2 separate regions of the Rattus norvegicus genome follow, and region 2 is linked to region 1. A link is a contact called in public Hi-C data. All regions are on one chromosome and are shown on one strand. The core of a region is the stretch at or near the end of the contact, and the rest is flanking DNA. Distances in the headings are between cores, read along the strand shown.

Evidence for each region. A called contact is a pair of places that touch in the nucleus more often than the background predicts.
Region 2: a Hi-C map of Schwann cells shows a contact between it and region 1, with 3 times the contacts expected there. The contact joins two enhancer-like sites. A contact is called at or near these places in 6 of 12 Hi-C or Micro-C datasets (the A7r5 cell line, the Rat2 cell line, Schwann cells and 3 more).

Annotation. Positions count from the first base shown.
Region 1 is chr6:136,284,809-136,288,407 of GRCr8, reverse strand. Exoc3l4 (exocyst complex component 3-like 4) reads right to left here. Exons shown (of 12, transcript NM_001106759.2): 9 at 3,579-3,599; 10 at 3,350-3,502; 11 at 2,645-2,766; 12 at 1,011-1,524. The coding sequence ends at 1,341. Among named protein-coding and RNA genes, the nearest start is that of Tnfaip2, 11 kb to the left of the region's middle. Within about 2 kb of position 2,232, at least 20 of the 93 cell types and tissues checked have an H3K27ac peak or open chromatin away from gene starts, as enhancers often do. A contact at or near this core is called in Schwann cells, where this site is marked.
Region 2 is chr6:136,487,649-136,491,131 of GRCr8, reverse strand. It overlaps Mark3 (microtubule affinity regulating kinase 3), which reads right to left. Exons shown (of 18, transcript NM_130749.1): 4 at 2,268-2,316. Among named protein-coding and RNA genes, the nearest start is that of Mark3, 41 kb to the right of the region's middle. Within about 2 kb of position 1,696, at least 17 of the 93 cell types and tissues checked have an H3K27ac peak or open chromatin away from gene starts, as enhancers often do. A contact at or near this core is called in Schwann cells, where this site is marked.

The DNA.
Region 1 (3,599 bases), core at 983-3,482:
TGTGTCTGGTCATACCACCCCTGACCCCTGCTCCTAGAAGGGAACTAAGAATTCCGGACAATTACCCCTGGGCTCCCAGCAGACTCAGACATGGCTCTGTAACCCCGTCTTAGCACAGAGGGGTCCGGGAGAGCAGGGAAAGATGCTTTGCCTGCCTCCCTCGCACTGTAGCATTTTTTAGAACCCTGTCTTACACTCGAGGAGGGAAGCTTCATGGACTTTTGGAACCCCAGACCACCTGCAGTTACCCAACCCCACGCCAGCTATTGTCAGGGTCAAGCCCAAAGTTACAATGGCAGTCTGCTGGGAAACAGTAGAATGAGAAAACCATCATAGACCCCCACTCCATTAATCCTGGTTGGCTCACATCCTCCCTGGGAATTGGAGACAATGCAAATAGGTCTCCAGCCTTTCCCAGGAGGCTAGAGACAAATTTCCAGTTCTCTAGAGTGCAGGTGCATAGTCTCCTGGAAATGTATCCAAGGCTGAAGCCAGCATGGTTACTTTCCCACCCGTACACCACCACACAGTGACCTGACAACTTTTATTGTTTGAAAGTCTTTGCTACAGGAAACTAGACTAGCACAAGCCGCAGGACTGGTGCTCACAAGGGCTCAGGTGCCTGGCAAGAGGCTGAGTTCTGTCTACCCCCTCTGGGCAAGACCAATGTGGTATCTGTGGCTAGGGACCCAGGGTGAGGGTCTCTGGCTTTGTTTTGTTGTTGCCTTTTAAATATATTTATTTTTACTTCCTGCACAGGCGCCTTGCCAGCATGCATGTCTGTGTACAGCACAAGCACACACTCACAGAGGCCAGAGAGGGCGTTTGAGCCTCTGGAGTTGGAGTTGAACGTGGTTGCTTGCTGCCATGTGGGTGTTGGGGACACAATCTCTGAAGGAGGAGCGAAGGCTCTTCGGGCAGGGGCTTTCCAGCTCAGGACTGGCTCTGGCATGCCATTCATTCAGTCCAGCATCACCTCTCCCAACCATCTCAGCGTGCCCAACCTTAGGTGCTATTTTAATTCACATTTATTTTTGGAATCCTCAGCTTCGCACTATAGGGTGGATGTGCTGAGCAGTCAGAAAGGGAAGCCTCCCCTGGCCTGAAGTCCTGTAAGGAGGTGCCGCAACCCCAAAAGACTCCCCCACAAATGCCTGGGATGCCTCATCTCTTGGTTCCCCCTGGCTGAGCATCCAGGCAACTAAGACCAAAAATTCCAAGGCTCCAGGCTTCGGAGCTGGGAAAAGGGCCAGAATGACTCACTAGGCTCCCAACTTGGGGTCAGTCAAAGGGAGGGTGACAGATCCTCTGCCTAGGAGGCTCCTGCTCGACATTCAGCCCTAGATGCAGGTGATGAGCACATCCACAGAGGTGGGCACTTCAATCTCCTCAAAGAGCACGTGGTGTGAGGAGGGCCTGTTCTCGTGGGCTGCCCTCAGCAGGTCTTGGGTGTGCTGCAAGAGATTCTGGTTCCGACGGCGACCGAGTCTGCGTAGTGCCAGAATGGCCAGAATGTGGTCTCGCCTGTAGAGACACAGGGTCCTCACTGCAGAGCCGTGCCCCTTGGCACCCTCCAGCCCTCGCCCCAGCCCCAGGGAAGGGAGGAACCCAGGCTTGGGAGGAAGTATGATTCACCCAGCATTCCTGGAGCTGTGTCAGAGAGGCTGAAAGGCGGGTACTATCCCTGGCTGGGAGAGGAGGGGGCTCTAAAAGGAGGCGGGAGTGTGGGCCTGGGGTACACAGTAAGTGGGCCTAGAACACACAGGCATGAGACAGGGGAGGTGGCATATGCACAGTGGGAAGAAACTCCTCGCAGAGGCAACGCAAGAAATCTGATCTAGGGAAGGCTCCTAGGGAGGCTGCTAGGGAGGTAGTGGCCAGGCCAGGTGGCCGGCTGGGGAACGTCCTCACAGTGTGCAAGACAGGGCAGAGGTGTGTGGGTGTAGGGAGAGCGGAGGGGACATGGAGGGTGGGCAGGTACAAAGGGGCACTCTGAGTCACTGCCTCCCCACTGGTTCCTCACAACCATCCAGGATCACCCTCGGAACCAGAGAGGGAGAGCCAAACCCTAGTTGGGGAATCCCCAGGAGCGGTAGGGAAATTGCAAACTTAAAGGGGGCTAACGAGCCATCACCCATATCCAAATCTACTAGAACGAACAGGCTGCGAGCAGCAGGGAGCCAGGGAAGGGGCCAGAGCAGGGGTTTTCAGTGACTTTTCCATCTTGGAATCTCCGAGAGCACTGGGGAGAGCCGGGATTTCCACGGGCTCCGATGACTCAATGCCCCACACGACCCGGGATCCGAGCCTGTTCGCGGCTGTCGAGGACTTTGAGGACTTCCCGAGAGGGTTTGAGCCCGAGAAAGGGGCCACGTTGTCCACAGATGGTGGAGAACACGAGAGAGGGGGTGGCCCGTTTGCCTTCGCTCCCGGGTCCCCTTTCCTCGCGGGCATGCGCACACACGGGTCCGTCGCGGTTCGCTTCCCCGCTAAGCCACAGTTCTCTCCGCCCTGACAAGCTCGCTCTTCCCTCCGTCCCACGCCTGCACCCACAGTCAATAGGACTTTGCTGGAAGGTGCGAGTGCCAGGTTCCATTGACCCCTGACTCTCGGTCAGAAGCTAGTGGGGGAGGAGTCTGCTAACCTGATGTCCGGGTAGCTCCGTATAAGTGTTTCCAGGTGCCGCCGGATGTCGTCTTTGTATGTCTCGCCCAGGATCTCAGCCACCGACGGGATGGCTTGGTCCAGCCACTTGGCTTCAGAACCCTAAGGAGACAGGGCTCTGAAGTGTGTGTGTGTGTGTGTGTGTGTGTGTGTGTGTGTGTGTGTGTGTGTGTGTGTGTGTGAATGTGTGTGGCCCACCTCCCCAAGGAGTCCCTGCCTGTAATGCCCTGCAACACTCCTCCCATGTGTCTGCCCGCCGGTAGCTCGCCCATGAGATTCCACAGAGTGGACATCTGCAGTGATGCTGGAGAGTTGTCTTCCTGTCTGCACAGACAGGAAATCCGAGCCCTGACCAGGAAGGTGTCACCAGTAGGAGACCAGAAGGCCAGATAAGGGGTTTGGGCTCAAAGTGCGCCCGTCCTGAGAGGGGAAAGATCTCTCACAGACCTTGCCCACCATAACCTTCACCCCTTCTTTGCCTGCATTCACAAATGTATACAATGTTAAGGGATACCCACCCCCCTTTCTAGAGTCCAGCCCCACTGCCATCTTCCCTGTGGAGTCTGAAGGACTAGTGGAAGCTCTCTTCTCAGTACCGGCTCCTGCACCCGCTGTAAGGGCTCTTTACCGGATGAAAACAATAGAATAGGGGTTGCCCTGCTTGACATTCAGACGATGCTCCTACCAAGCCCCGGAAAGTGTTGCTAATGGCCTGGGCATCCAGGCTCATCTTGTGGGAGCCCTTCACTCGATCCAAGCCACTGAACCTCTCGTGGGGCCTCAGCACCTGCCCCAGGTATTCTCGGACCACAAAACGGTGCACCTCCTGCAGAGTGTCCTGGGAGAATGAGGGTAGGGTCAGGATCAAAGCCATGGTCCCTGCACACCCGAGCCAGCCACCCGCTTCCTGGTACCTGTGCCAGTGGTGGGGTCAC
Region 2 (3,483 bases), core at 447-2,946, 200 kb before region 1:
ATTTTTTTTCAGGGAGAGGGAATTGTCAGTGAAATTTTACTATGATGGCTTCTTTGTTTAGATAGAACTTTCTAGTTCTGCTAATTCATAAAGCTATAACACATCAAACATAAACAATTAAAAGGAAAATAAAGTAAATGCCAAGCTATTAAGTCACTACTATATAGATCTATTTGGTTTTCTTATTTTCTTTAAACTTTTCTCAAAAAAAAAAAAAAAAAAAAACAAAACAGGGTGCAACTAAATGATGTCTTTGATTTCTTATGACTTTTTCTTTTTTTTTTTCTTTTTTTCTTTTTTTTCAGAGCTGGAGACCGAACCCAGGACCTTGCGCTTGCTACCACTGAGCTAAATCCCCAACCCCAATTTCTTATGACTTAATAAGACACTAGATGGACCGAGAAAACACCTGACAGAGTGGTTGGAGTGTGAGTGAACTGATCACATTCTCAGGCCATTACTTAGCTTCTATGTTCGAACTGCTAAGAAAGCTAACTGGGGGGTTGGGGATTTAGCTCAGTGGTAGAGCACTTGCCTAGAAAGCGCAAGGCCCTGGGTTCGGTCCCCAGCTCCGGAAAAAAAAAAAAAAAAGAAAGCTAACTGGGGAAAGTTGGAGCAGCACTGGTTAATGAGCAGCGTAAGGAAGAGTCATGTTAATATGTGAAAGCAGACAATAGCTCTTTTAAGAAAATTCTTTAGGGGTTGGGGATTTAGCTCAGTGGTAGAGCGCTTGCCTAGGAAGCGCAAGGCCCTGGGTTCGGTCCCCAGCTCCGAAAAAAAAAGAAAATTCTTTAACTCAATATGGCATTAATGCCTTTGATCCCAGCACTCTGGAGATGGGAGGCATCCAGAATATATAGACAAACCCTGTCTAGAAAGAAAAACCAAAACAAGAAAACACAAGCAGAAGAACCAAACAACAACGGCAATTTAAATCTATTACACCAAGTAAGTGGAGGGCTGTGACCTTTGATCCCAGGGACAGAAGTGATCAATATTTAGTGATGAAATTCTGACCAGTAAGGATAAAATAAATTTTTGGTGAAAAATTAGAATCTAAAAATCCATATGTTAATGATTAACCTCAAAGACACGAAATGGAAAACAAAGGCCTTTTTTCATCATTATACTTCTTGTGATTTTTCTTTTTCCCCAAACATATTTACCAATTCTAATATATACAATTTTTCACTAATCTTTTCAGAATAATAGCCTAGTAAATTTTTTCACTGTAGTCATAAAACAACAATGCTAAACATGACATTACCCATCTCATTTACTCTTGAAATAATATATTTTTTTAAGATTTATTTATTTATTTACTCCTTATATATGAGTACACTATAGCAGTCTTCAGACACACCAGAAGAGGGCATCAGATCCCCATTACAGATGGTTGTGAGCCACCATGTGGTTGCTGGGATTTGAACTCAGGACCTCTGGAAGAGCAGTCAGGGATCTTAACCACTGAGCCATCTCTCCAGCCCATTGCAATAATATTTTTAAAATAAAGGAGCTGGAAGGTGCTGGGTCTTAATCCCAGCATATGAAGGCAGAGAGGAAGGGGGATCTCTATGAGCTTAAAGGCCAGCCTGCTCTACAGAGCAAGTTACAAGACATCCAGAGCTGCACAGAGAAACTAGAAGAATAAAGGAGCCATTATCTTATAAAAATACAATCACACTATTTAAAAGGCCCTATTATGACATACAGAATCAAATGTTTTCACTAGTGTGGAATTTGTGTGTTCCAGCTCAGTCCTGCGATTATAAGGAGAAAGATGAATCCTTTCCTCTTTAAATATGTATCATAGTTATGCACACAGGATACACGGATAGTTCCTATGCATTATACAGCATGCATCCCATATTCTATATACTGCTCTTTGAAAAAATTACCAACTAACAAGATGTAAATCGGGGGTTGGGGATTTAGCTCAGTGGTAGAGCGCTTGCCTAGCAAACGCAAGGCCCTGGGTTCGGTTCCCAGCTCCGGAAAAAAAAAAAAAAAAGAAAAAGATGTAAATTAACCAGCCTGATTATACATATTCTTATGGCACTAAAACTTAAGTCAAATGCTTAATACCTGAAATTTCAAAGAGCTGGCACAAACTAACTTGTCCATGTATTTTATTCAAAATGTACATGGGCATGGGGAAAAGGATGGAGCTTCCTATCACTTCAGACATACATGTTTATTTTAGCTTTATAACATATTTTCAAGACTGTATATTTAAACCCCAAAGTATTTAAGAAAACAGAAAGTACCTATGTTTGGGTGATTTAAAATCTTCATTATTCTTACTTCTCTGAAGAGCTAAAAAAGCAAAAGACAAACCCTTATATTATTAAATGTTATACTCTGCTTACAGCAAAATAAGTTTTTTCTTAGATAACGGTTTCATTATTTACATTTTTTACCCTATTCCTAAGAATAAAATAACACAGAAATGCAGAGTAACCTGAAGTACATTTATAACCCATCACCAATGCTTCCATTAATGGAAACAGCAGCTCCTGAGAGGAGCAAGTACACTCTGAATTTACTTCTTTACAAACAAGGTTAGATTTAGACTAGAACAGCTTGTGATTAAACCTCATTGTCCACAAGCCTGAGGTTCAATAAAGACCTGAGCAGACCCAGGGAACTGTATTAGGATGACATGAGATTCCTTCATTCTAAACGATTCTACAGTGAAACTGAACGATACGGATTGGGAAGTCCTAGGTGGAGAGGATGGTGACAGCACAATGGGAGCCATCTGCAGCGCAGGCCTCTGGAGCCACACAGCACGCACAGCTACACTTGCTGTGTTCCTTGCTTTAGCCAATGTGATCCTAGCAAAGTGAAAATGAGCAGGAGCTGGAGAAAAGGTTTGCCATCAGGGTCCATTCTTAGAGCAGCATAAAGTTGGCCTCTGCTGCTTTCAGGATGACCTTCTCCCCAGAGTCAAGCCCGTCAGCCTAATAGCACACGACTACACCACTGAAGCAGACTTTGCACATCTGGCTGAAGCAGAATATGCAGAGTAGATAGACAGAAGTAATAAAACGTGTGGTGGAGACACATGCCGAGGACTTGGAGAGGAAAAAGTGTATCGCTGTGGATTGGATTAACAACAGGATCCAAAAGCTACAAAGAGATCGAGTTCATTTTGGCCAACCTCTTCCAAAGTTGTAGTATCTTTCTATGGGGAACAAAGCTGGGAAAGGCCTAGATTAACAGACTGCATCTGCAGAAAGGAGCTGGTGAGAAGGCTCAGGGTTCCCACTTTGCCAGCTCTGTTCACTGTGTCTAACCTACATTTAAATGAACAGCTGTAGGTAGATAGATGGCTATAGAGATGTATACCTGAGTTCATATCTTAAGTATAAGGACCGATATAGACGCCTATCTTAAACACTTTATGATTTTTAATTATGGGGGAGTGCAAGTGGGCTTATGTGCCTGTGGAAGCCAGACAAAGGAAATGGCTGTTTGGTT